2 separate regions of the Columba livia genome follow, and region 2 is linked to region 1. The links are chromatin contacts, called in public Hi-C maps. All regions are on one chromosome and are shown on one strand. Each heading gives the region's core, a stretch centred on a gene start, on an enhancer-like site or on the middle of the called end of the contact. The rest is flanking DNA. Distances are from core to core; before and after follow the strand shown. Region 1 holds the start of SLC12A4 (solute carrier family 12 member 4). Region 2 overlaps SLC12A4 (solute carrier family 12 member 4).

What was found. A called contact is a pair of places that touch in the nucleus more often than the background predicts.
Region 2: a Hi-C map of liver shows a contact between it and region 1, with 1.8 times the contacts expected there. The contact joins the enhancer-like site here to the promoter of SLC12A4 in region 1.

Annotation. Positions count from the first base shown.
Region 1 is chr13:21,074,400-21,079,487 of bColLiv1.pat.W.v2, forward strand. SLC12A4 (solute carrier family 12 member 4) reads left to right here and starts at 1,374. Exons shown (of 26, transcript XR_010465833.1): 1 at 1,374-1,885.
Region 2 is chr13:21,106,386-21,111,058 of bColLiv1.pat.W.v2, forward strand. SLC12A4 (solute carrier family 12 member 4) reads left to right here. Exons shown (of 26, transcript XR_010465833.1): 8 at 117-331; 9 at 1,260-1,424; 10 at 1,516-1,614; 11 at 3,581-3,638. Among named protein-coding and RNA genes, the nearest start is that of SLC12A4, 33 kb to the left of the region's middle. Within about 2 kb of position 2,261, at least 1 of the 3 cell types and tissues checked has an H3K27ac peak away from gene starts, as active enhancers do.

The sequences.
Region 1 (5,088 bases), core at 124-2,623:
ATCCTTGCATACACCCCCATGCAGTCCAAAGGCAAAACTTACATCAGTACTGACATCAGTACTGACATCAGACTTGTCACTGTACAGAGATTTCTTGATTAAGGAGTATTTTAGTAAAAAATCTACAGACCTAGTTTCAGTTTATTTTCCATAGTAAAATGCACAAACCCTTCTCCAGCATTTTTTTTCTGATGATTACACAACACATTAAAAAGGCATCCTTTTACTTTCAAGGCTAGTCTTCAAACACAGACATTAAATAGCATTTTCATCTACTAATTCATGTTCAAATTCCATGTGAAGGCTACTGTACGTGAAATGAAGGCCAAGATACCCATCACTGGCGCCGCCTTTTTCAAATGTGAAGGCAAAACTGAACTGTGTTCGCTCGGGCACAAGAGGCTGAGATGCAGGCGTGCCCCGGGCTTCCTGGGCCCTGCCCTGCGCCTCATGGACCTGCCGTGAAGGATGCCCACGCTTCATGGCCCCGCCACCACCGAGGCGTCCTCCGGGCTGTGGCCAGAGGGCGCCGCTCCCCGCCGCCTCCACGGCTGGGACAGCCGACGGCGCCGCCCTGGCTGCGCGGCCTGAGCAGCGCTCCATCTGCCCTGGCAGTCTGCTGCCTCGGCAGCTGTCTGCTTTGCACACCGCTGGAAATGCCCGCGGCTCCAGCCAGCATTCAAATTCCCCCGGTGTAACGTTTTACCCTGCGCTCCCCCCACGCCTTTTGTGCAGCCGCGGTTCGTTTCCCCGGGGCTCGCTCCGTTTGCCGCATCATTTCTGAGGGTTTCATGCAGCTGGAGCAGAGAGCGAGCACAAGAGAAACCACCACAAACACCGGAAGCGGGGCCAGCTGCCGCATCTGAACCTAACGATCACTCGCACAAAAATAAACCCGCTCCGGGGTGACACACGCCTTTAACCACTTGGTTGCTGATCAGCCCCAAGCCGGGTTTGACGGTCTGCTGGGAGCCGCGAGAATTTCTAACGGGCGCGCTCTGCTCCGTCCAAGCCCAGCAGCGCTCCCGCTCGCCCCGCCAGCCCCCTCCTGCTGCTGTTTTCCCCACATCGCCCGCCGGGGGTTCCGCGACCACCCGCCCCGGGCAGGCAGCGCACAGGACCCCCGCCGCAGCCACCGGCGGGACCGCCGCTTCGCCCCCTCGGGGCCGCCGGCCCCAGCACCGGGAATCGCCCCCCCGGGCCCGGGCGCGGCGCGACACCGCCTTCCCCGCATCGCTGCTGCCCAGCAAATGGCGGCGGGGGGGAGGGGGCCGGAGGCGGCCCGGGGCACGGCGGAGGGAAATTTCCGCCCCGAGGCGGCCCGGCAGCGCCAGCAAGGGAGGGCCGCGGGCGGAGGGGCCCGCCCCGCCCCGCTCCGCTCCCAGCGCGCCGCGGCTCCCGCCGGGCCGGCTCCTGTCACGATGACTGCGGGAGGAAGGCTTCCCCGCGCCGCCACGCCGCCTCCGGCCCCTCCTCCGCGCCCCCACTGCTGAGCGCGCCCGCCCGGCGGAGCGACCCCCGCGCCCGGTATCGCTGCGGGGCGGCCGCGGCCCGTCTACACGCCGGCTCCGGGGGCGGCGGCCGCCTCGCCGCCGCGGCGCTCGTAGGGGAATGGGTGGAGTTGAGGAGCGCGGTTTCCTGAAAGGAAGTGACCGCACGGGGCAGGAATGCGCCGCCGGCTCCGCGCCGCGTCCCGCCTGCCTCGCTGCGGTGCCGCGGGGAGCCCTCGCCGCCCCGCCAGCCATGCCGCACTTCACCGTGGTGCCGGTGGAGGACAAGCACCGCGCCGAGTACGACAGCGTTGAAGGACTCAGCTGGGTGGACTACCGGGAGCCGGCCGCGGCGCCCGCCGCTGCTGACGCCTACGACACCGTCAGCTCCGACGGTGAGCGGGGGCGGGGGGCGGCGGGCACGGCCGCTCTGGGGCGTCCCGGCGCGAGCCCGGCTGCCCCGCTCCCGTCCGCTACCGCCGGCCGCGGCAGACAAAGGCGCCGGTGCCGTAGCGGCTCTCGGGGGCGGCGGGGGGCGCCGCGCCCGGAGGAGGAGCCCCCGCGGGGTCTGCCGGGCCGGCGGCGGCTCCGCTGGTGCCAGGGCCGGGCGCGCTGCCGTGGCGAGGCCCGCGGGGAGCCGGGCCTGGGCATGAGCCTCGCCCCGGCTGGCGGTCTTGGCGGCTGGAGCCGGCTGGTGGCCGCGCAGCCCGCGGAGCTGCGGCGGGTGCCCTCGGGATGCGGGTGGCCCGGGTGTCCTCTCGCCCGGAGCGGCGGGGCGGACACTGGGGGATCCGCCCCGGGGGTTCGCTCCGCTCCGCAGCCGCTTGTCTATAATCCGGAGTGGAGCGGGGCTGGCGCGGGGCGACGGGTGTTATCGTTGCTCCCACAAACCGCCGTCTCCAGAGGTGATAAGAGTACGTGGGTGGAGATACGCTCGCATATTTTCAGTGCCTCGCTGCCAAAATAGACGGGTGATAAATTCAGTTAAATTAGCCGAACCTCAGGTGACTGCTCTTCTTGCTTATGTCATCTTAAAAAATGCGCCTGCCCAGCCATGTCTCTCTCTCAAACCGGGCCCTTGAATACTACAGCATGTGTATTGTGTCTGTGTGGCTTTCACAACTTCTCCTGCTAGGCAGAGCTGCTTTTTGTTAGCGGTTAATTTATTCCAGTTACTGAAGAGGATCACGTAAGTAGGAGGGGGTTTTGGGTGGCAAGAAGTACATTCTTTAATCATGCAGCTAATGGTAGTGCTTGGCCTGTCTTGGTGTTTTGCTGTGACTTTTAGGTATAAATCAATTTAAATGCAGTGAGTTTCTAGTGAGAAAATTAAGCACACTTAGATTTGAAGAGTGGAGTAGTTCTGGTAAAAGGGTGGTTTAGCTCTTTTTGGGATCTGTTTATTTTTTCTGCCTTGGTTATGTGTAGTTCCTTAACCTTTAGGAAGAGGATCTTCCGTGGGCTCAGCCGTGGATCTGACTTGCCCTCTGTGAATCATGTGTGACTGTAGGCAACAAAAGAAAAAGCAGTGAACACCCGACCTGTTCTTCCTTGCCTGTGCAGTCAAACTTTTCAACACGCACATTTTATTGGATGCGCAGTAATCCCGGAAGGGAGGCAGCGCTGCTCAGGCCTGGGCTTAAGGAAGAGAAAAGGGTTGGTTTGATGAGTGATACTCAACTGTCATGAGATCAAGGTCCAGTTTCTGCCTTGTCACCTGGTTCAATTCTGTGTGAACTGGTGCTTCCATCTCAAATATGTACCATTTATTTTTTTGTCTTTATTTGCATAGTTTTCAAAGGAATTTTAGATTTTTATATACCACTTAGCTTATATAGGTTTCACGTTCACTATGTCAGTTCTTCCCGGTTCTTGTGTGAAAGGTAGGTGCTTTTCCCAGCTTGTCTGTTATCACAGGCAATGTGAGGCTCTAGCCGGAAGGGCGGAGAAGGGCCATTTTTTAAAAAAGGTCTGTTTTATTCTCAGGTTATTTAACATATAGTTTACGTCTATGAAAGTAACAGGTGTTTTTCACCCATCTCAGCAGGTTGAGGTGGAGACCTCCCAGGGTGCTTTCTCCACTAGCTAGCTTCGGCCTTGGCTTGGTAAGTCTGACTTGGGGAAGCTGCTGCTGTGACAGATAAAGGAAGGTCGACTCATTGTGCCTGTCATTTGGATACGAGACTGCCTGTAGGATGTATGCAAACAGCGCTCCTCAAGATATTCAACTCCCTGTCGCAGTCCAGCTGATCTCTTATGTGCTGCTGTTCCAGCTGCAGCACAGAACCGTGCTGCTTGAAGTTAGCTGAGACTCTTTGTTACAAACCCGATAAATATCTAGTAACATCTCTATTAATATATGGTAGTTAGTTCTGTTTCTGTTTGAACTATAACTGCCTTCTATTTTTTAATTTACTCTCACAGTAATTAAGTCTTGTTTCATATCCTCAGGGTGTACATATAACGATATGCTGTCTTGCCTACCTGTACTGACAAGCGTGCTCTTCCCCACTAGGCTGTTCTGTCTCTCCCTAGGTTTCTGGGGTTTGTGGCTCTGTAGAGGGGTCTCCAGACTCGCTCGTGCTGTCCCTCTGGTTCTCGGTGCTTCCTTCTACGCCCTGTGCAGAGCGCGGTGCCGCCCGCGCCGGGGCGCGCCGCGGCTGTGCCGCGCTGGGCGTGGGGGCTCCCGCCGCGGACACAGCAGCTGGTTGGTGCTCACTGCAGCCTGCAGGTGGGAGCAAGAAGGGACCCCCAGAGCCTTCTGTGGCAGCTGGTCACGGGGCTCGTGGAAGGACTGGGTGGCCTTGCCTCCTTGTCAGTCTCTCGGGCTGTCGGTTACGATTCCGGCAGATTCTTGTTTCACCGTTTCTCTTGAGCTTAGTCATAGCCTTGGGTTTGTTTTGTTTTGTTTTGTTGTTTTTTTTCTGAGTTTTGCTTTATTTGGGACATCGAGTGATACGGTGTTGTCTCAATACTGCAGAAGTGACACAACACAATTTCTTGCAACCGTTCCTATAAGAAGATATTAGTGTGCAGTAATTTAGCCTTCCCAGATAGCTCCAGTGTTTGCTTGGGAATAAAATCAGCCTTTTTTTTTTTTCCTAAGCAAGTTCCATCAACTGCCACTTCTTGTAACAGATTTTGACATCTATTTAGAAAAAGAACTACAAAGAATTATCCTGTGATCCTATGATAAACACGTGAGCCCTACTTCATGGATCGCCAAGGGTGAGAAATGTGAATTTGGCATCTCTTCAGTCTTTGAAATAATGCCAGCATGTTAGGTTGGGTTCACAGGGTAAGAAGAGGGACAGGAGCGTCTGAATGGTGTTTAGAAAACCAGATAAGCTTTGCTTTAGTAGGAGTCTCAGCTCCGCAGCGGCCGCGCGCCCTGTGAACCGAAGCGCGGCCGCGTCACCTGGCCCGTGGGAAGTTGCCTTCCTGTGGCTTTTGCTGGTGGAAGTGAAACGCTGCTCAGGCTGGTGTCACCCGCCAGCTCTGGGCAGTTGCCGCCCTTGGGTTTTGCCAACGGATCGCTCTGGTTATGTTTCCGTTATCACGAGGCTTCCTGTCAGCACCAAGCTTTCTGGCCTGATGG
Region 2 (4,673 bases), core at 1,011-3,510, 33 kb after region 1:
GTAGCAGACCAGAGCCACTTCAAGTTCCCATGATATGAAAGAAGAGTGATGGGGAAGGGTGGATTTCCTCTTCCCGGTACCAGGTAATAACACTGGTTTTCATGTTTCCCTTCCAGGATTTGCATGCTGGGCAACAGGACTTTGTCAAGAGATCAGTTTGATGTTTGTGCCAAAACCATAGTCAAGGATAACGTTACTGTGGCCTCTAAGCTTTGGGAGCTCTTCTGCCACACTAAAAACTTAACCACGGAGAACTGTGATGACTATTTCCTAATGAACAATGTCTCTGAGATAGCAGGAATTCCAGGGGCTGCCAGCGGGATTTTAAAAGGTACGGCAGGTTATTGAGGCATGCTGAGCAAAAAGGGGTTGAGCTGTTCCCTGCTGCTTAAGGAAGAGGGACTGAAGAAATGTAATTACAGTGAAGAAAACCAAGCCTTATAATCTTGAGAAAGAGTACATGGCACTTTTCTGCTGATACAGTGCTGGTCTGCTCTAAAAGTGATTAAATTTGCCTTGTTCGTCTGATAATTTCAGCAGAAAGTCTGCTAGCATGAGCAAGTTGTTTAAAGTTTTTCAGAACTCTCTGGAGCTAGGACTCTCCATTTCAGACAGGTTAAGATTGTGTCCTGAAATATAAGAGTCCTTGTATAAAAATCGCATACCTCCTCCTTTGCCTGCTCCTGATTATAATATAATTGAGAAGTGTTTGCTGTTGAACCAGACTCCAGAGAACAGGTGCTGAGTGCCCCAGGTTCCCGTTTTCACAGAAGCCAGTAGTCTGGTTTCCAGAATGGACTCAGTGCTTGTTAGCGAAAGTTAAATGTCACCCATTTAATTTTGTAATTCTTACACTGTCTGAGTAACAAATCCGTTTATATTTAGAAAGCTGGTCAATATTGTTGCTTTGGTTTCTCTGAGCTATCGTGCGTGGGCATGGTCATTCATTAAAGATATTAAATGTATTTCTTGAGGTTAAAATAGGTGTGAAGTTCATGTTACATTTAGTAATACAAAAGGATAAAATGGACCTAGACTTCTGTAGACTGCTCATACGTATTTGTTGGTTTTGTTACAGGTTCCCTTGAAGGCATGCAATACTAATTTTCTTTCATGTAACTTGTATATGCCTTAATTTGTGTTGATCACTGAATTGCATGAATTGCAGTTGTAGTCTTCAGTTGTAGACGCATTATAATGACAACAGGATTGAACTGAAACATGCTTTTCTTTTCTGTGGTATGATAATAACATTGAAGACAACTTATGGAGCAATTATTTGGAAAAAGGAGAGATACTGGAGAAAGCACATCACCCATCTGTGGATGTAGCAGGCCAGAAGAACAACCTTCATCTGTATGTGCTTTCAGATATAGCTACTTCATTCATGGTACTGGTTGGCATCTTCTTTCCTTCAGTGACTGGTGAGAACTCTGGGACAAAAGGGACAAGAGGGCATCCTGGGCCTCTGAGGTTTCTTCTCTCCCTTGATCTTATGTCCAAATGTATTTTCAGGTATCATGGCTGGTTCGAACAGATCAGGGGACCTCAAAGATGCACAGAAATCCATTCCCGTTGGGACAATTCTTGCCATTGTTACCACATCGCTAGTCTGTATCCTTTTAAAATGAGTAGAGTCCTGGCACGTTGTGACTCAGATGAATGACCACGTTACCTGGTTTGTGGAACTGCCTTCGGGTGACTGAAATACCAATGTGAGTGTGACTGGTCAGTCAAAAAAAGCGGAGTCCTTGCGCTGAAAGCATCAGAATTATTATCCTGTTGTTTTCCATCTCCCTTTCTGTGTTGGCTTTTTTGTTTTCTTTTGCATTTCTGTTGTTTTTCTTTGCTGCATAGTCATCTATAGCTTTTCAGACTGATGGAATACAGGTACATATATTTTTTTTTTTTCTTAGTGTGCAGTGGATTATTAAGATGAGAGAAGGCTTTAAATGGGAGAGATCATAAATTTCAGTTCCTTAGAAAACAAGCCTTTGTGTGACATTAAGGAGTATATGCTTTCTTGAACACTTTAGGGCAAGATAAACTGGAGTTAGAAATTAGATTAGATGTTCCTCAAGTGTTTTGGTTTTGGTTTTTCTGGGGGGGTGGGGCAGGGAAGGTTCGTATGTAAAGGCATAAAGGCAGCTGCTCGCTGGTACCGATGAATTTGTGTGGTCATTTTGAAGTCAGTGAGACGAGGTGCTCTTACATCAGTTTACCGCTTTGATTTTTAGCACAGCCGTCTGACTGAGTGCTGCTCCGCGATTGTCCGGCGCGTCCCGGCCGGCACGCGTGGGGGCGTCACGAGCGCCGGGCTGCGTCCTGAGCTCCTCGTGGCTGCGAGAGACTCGCGGTTCCCTGCCTGTTTCCACTGGGCCCGGAGCACTTAACTTTCAGAATATGAGGATGTTCCTCATACCAGAGTTGTGGGTGCTGAGCGTGTGTTCAGAGGAACAACCCTTTTCCCAGTTGAAGTTGTCAAGTTTTGTACATGGTTGAACTCTTCAGGGCTTAGGACCACAGGAGCTTTGCTTAGGAAAGACCGTCTTAATCTCTCCTGATAGAGAAAAGATAAAGCCAAGCTCCTTCAGCTTCCTCTAGATGTTTATGTCTTAAACTACAATTTGTCAACATAGCAGGTTAAAAAAAAAAGGCAAAAAGCAGTTAACATGAGCAAGGACTTCCAAAATGATTTGTGAGAGCTTTCTGGAAAAGTCCCGCTGCAAGGGCAGCTGGCCAAGGCGGCGACTCTGCTGGGAATCCTGCTGCTGGGAAGCTGGCTTTTGCCACAGCTCGCCGAGCTGTAAGTCAGGGTCCCGGCCCCTCGGAGCGCAGCCTTCTGCAGATGTTTCTTTGGGAACCGTCCCTGTTCCAAGGAGTCTGCATTTCCTAGGGACTCAACAAATCTTAGACCAGGTCACAGACATACCCCCAGCGCTGGTGTTAAAACACTTGCAGATCAAAGCTCACTTTGTGGTGGGTAACTCTGTGTGTGGACATTAACACGCCGCCCAGTGGAAGGCTTCCACCCCGATTTTTAGGAGTGATCAATGTTTGTTACTCTTTGTATTTTACAACTGCATTTCGGGGGTAGAGTTCAGGATTTAACCATTCATATAAAGCACAAGATCAAAAACTTTACTGTAAGGCTGGATCAAAAAAACCTGAAGTATTTTGTACTCCCCAATGCAGTAGCAGTACAGTTTAATAAGAAACCGAATATTTAAGTAATTTTATATGTAAACATCAATTTAATTTGCTAGTATAGAACAGAAACTGATATTGAAAGATCTTTCTTTTCTCTCTTCTTGTATCTGGAGATATCTCCTTTATCATAATATTTTAAACCTTTTAAAAAATTGAAACTTAGAATAGTAACTTTATCATTTAGTATTAGAAGGTATACATGAGCAGTGAGACCGTGATTTACCCGCCAGCCTTGCCCTGTGCCTGTGGAGATGCTGCAGTGCAGATGCTGTAGAAGAGACTCTTGTTGGACTTTCCACAACACAACACGATTGTGTTCATCTGCCATGTCTAAATAAACGTTACTTCCTTAGCACACTCTGTACTCCAGACTTCAGCTGTGTATTATTATTTGGAGCCTGCATAGAAGGTGTAGTCCTGAGAGACAAGTAAGTGTTACCGTTTCAGTGCTCTCTTTTGCAGGGAAGTTGTGTTCTTTCCCATCTCATGCTGGCCCCCTCCCCCACTTATTGTTATTTCTTTTAATTTTACTTCTGGGCACCTTTTAAACCATGTTTGAATGTAAACTCTCAACTTTTTGAGATTCTTCTTGTATTCAATTCGATACAGATTTTCCATCCTATGTCTTAGTTCCTTCCTCCACCCTGCCCAAAACTGTTTTGCCGTGTGTCAACGTGCCCTTTTCAGTTTCCAGGGGCACTCATTCAGGGACCAGGACCCTAACAGTGCATCACAGATTTCTGATTTCTCTCTTCCCTAGAGAACCAAGATACAAAACAACAACGAGCTGTTGTTTTTCTTTTGTTCTTCTCCAGATGAACCTGGATTTTTTTTTTCCTCATTCGTTGTCCTGTTTTTGTTAATTACCGAGTTTGGCAGAATTACTCTTTGCGAGCTGTTCTGTGGCTTCCCCGCCGCCCGAGGCGCTGCTGCTGCTCGGTGAACCAGCACGGTGACGCCAGCAGAGCCGGCCAAGCAGCCGAACGATTTCAGCATGCCGTGCGTTAGCAGCGCTTGCAAAGCTGCTCTTCCTTGTGCTTGCTGGCCACGGTCCACCAAGCCAACAACTAGTATAATGTGCTCCCCTGACACGTGCCAGACAGGCAGATAACACGCATCTCTATCTGCATACGCTGTATTCGTAGCCAGTATTCATAGGCTGAAGTATTTCCTCATAGCACTTGTGATTATTTTCTTCCATAGAAGCCAAACTAAGAAATGCAACCAGATATCCGTAATTGGATAAAGTTGAGTGTGTGGTTATCTCTGCCCTGGGATTGTTAGTTGTCAGACATTTCTGTCTGTAAACCAAATAACAGTGTTCCCAGTACTAGAGTCTACAGGTGCTTTCTCTGACAGCTTCCCTCACGTTGATGGACTCTTGCCAGGGCATAAGCAATGAAGTGCTTGTGAGTCTTAATTGTCTGAGAAAAAAACCCACGACCAAACCAACCAACCAGCCA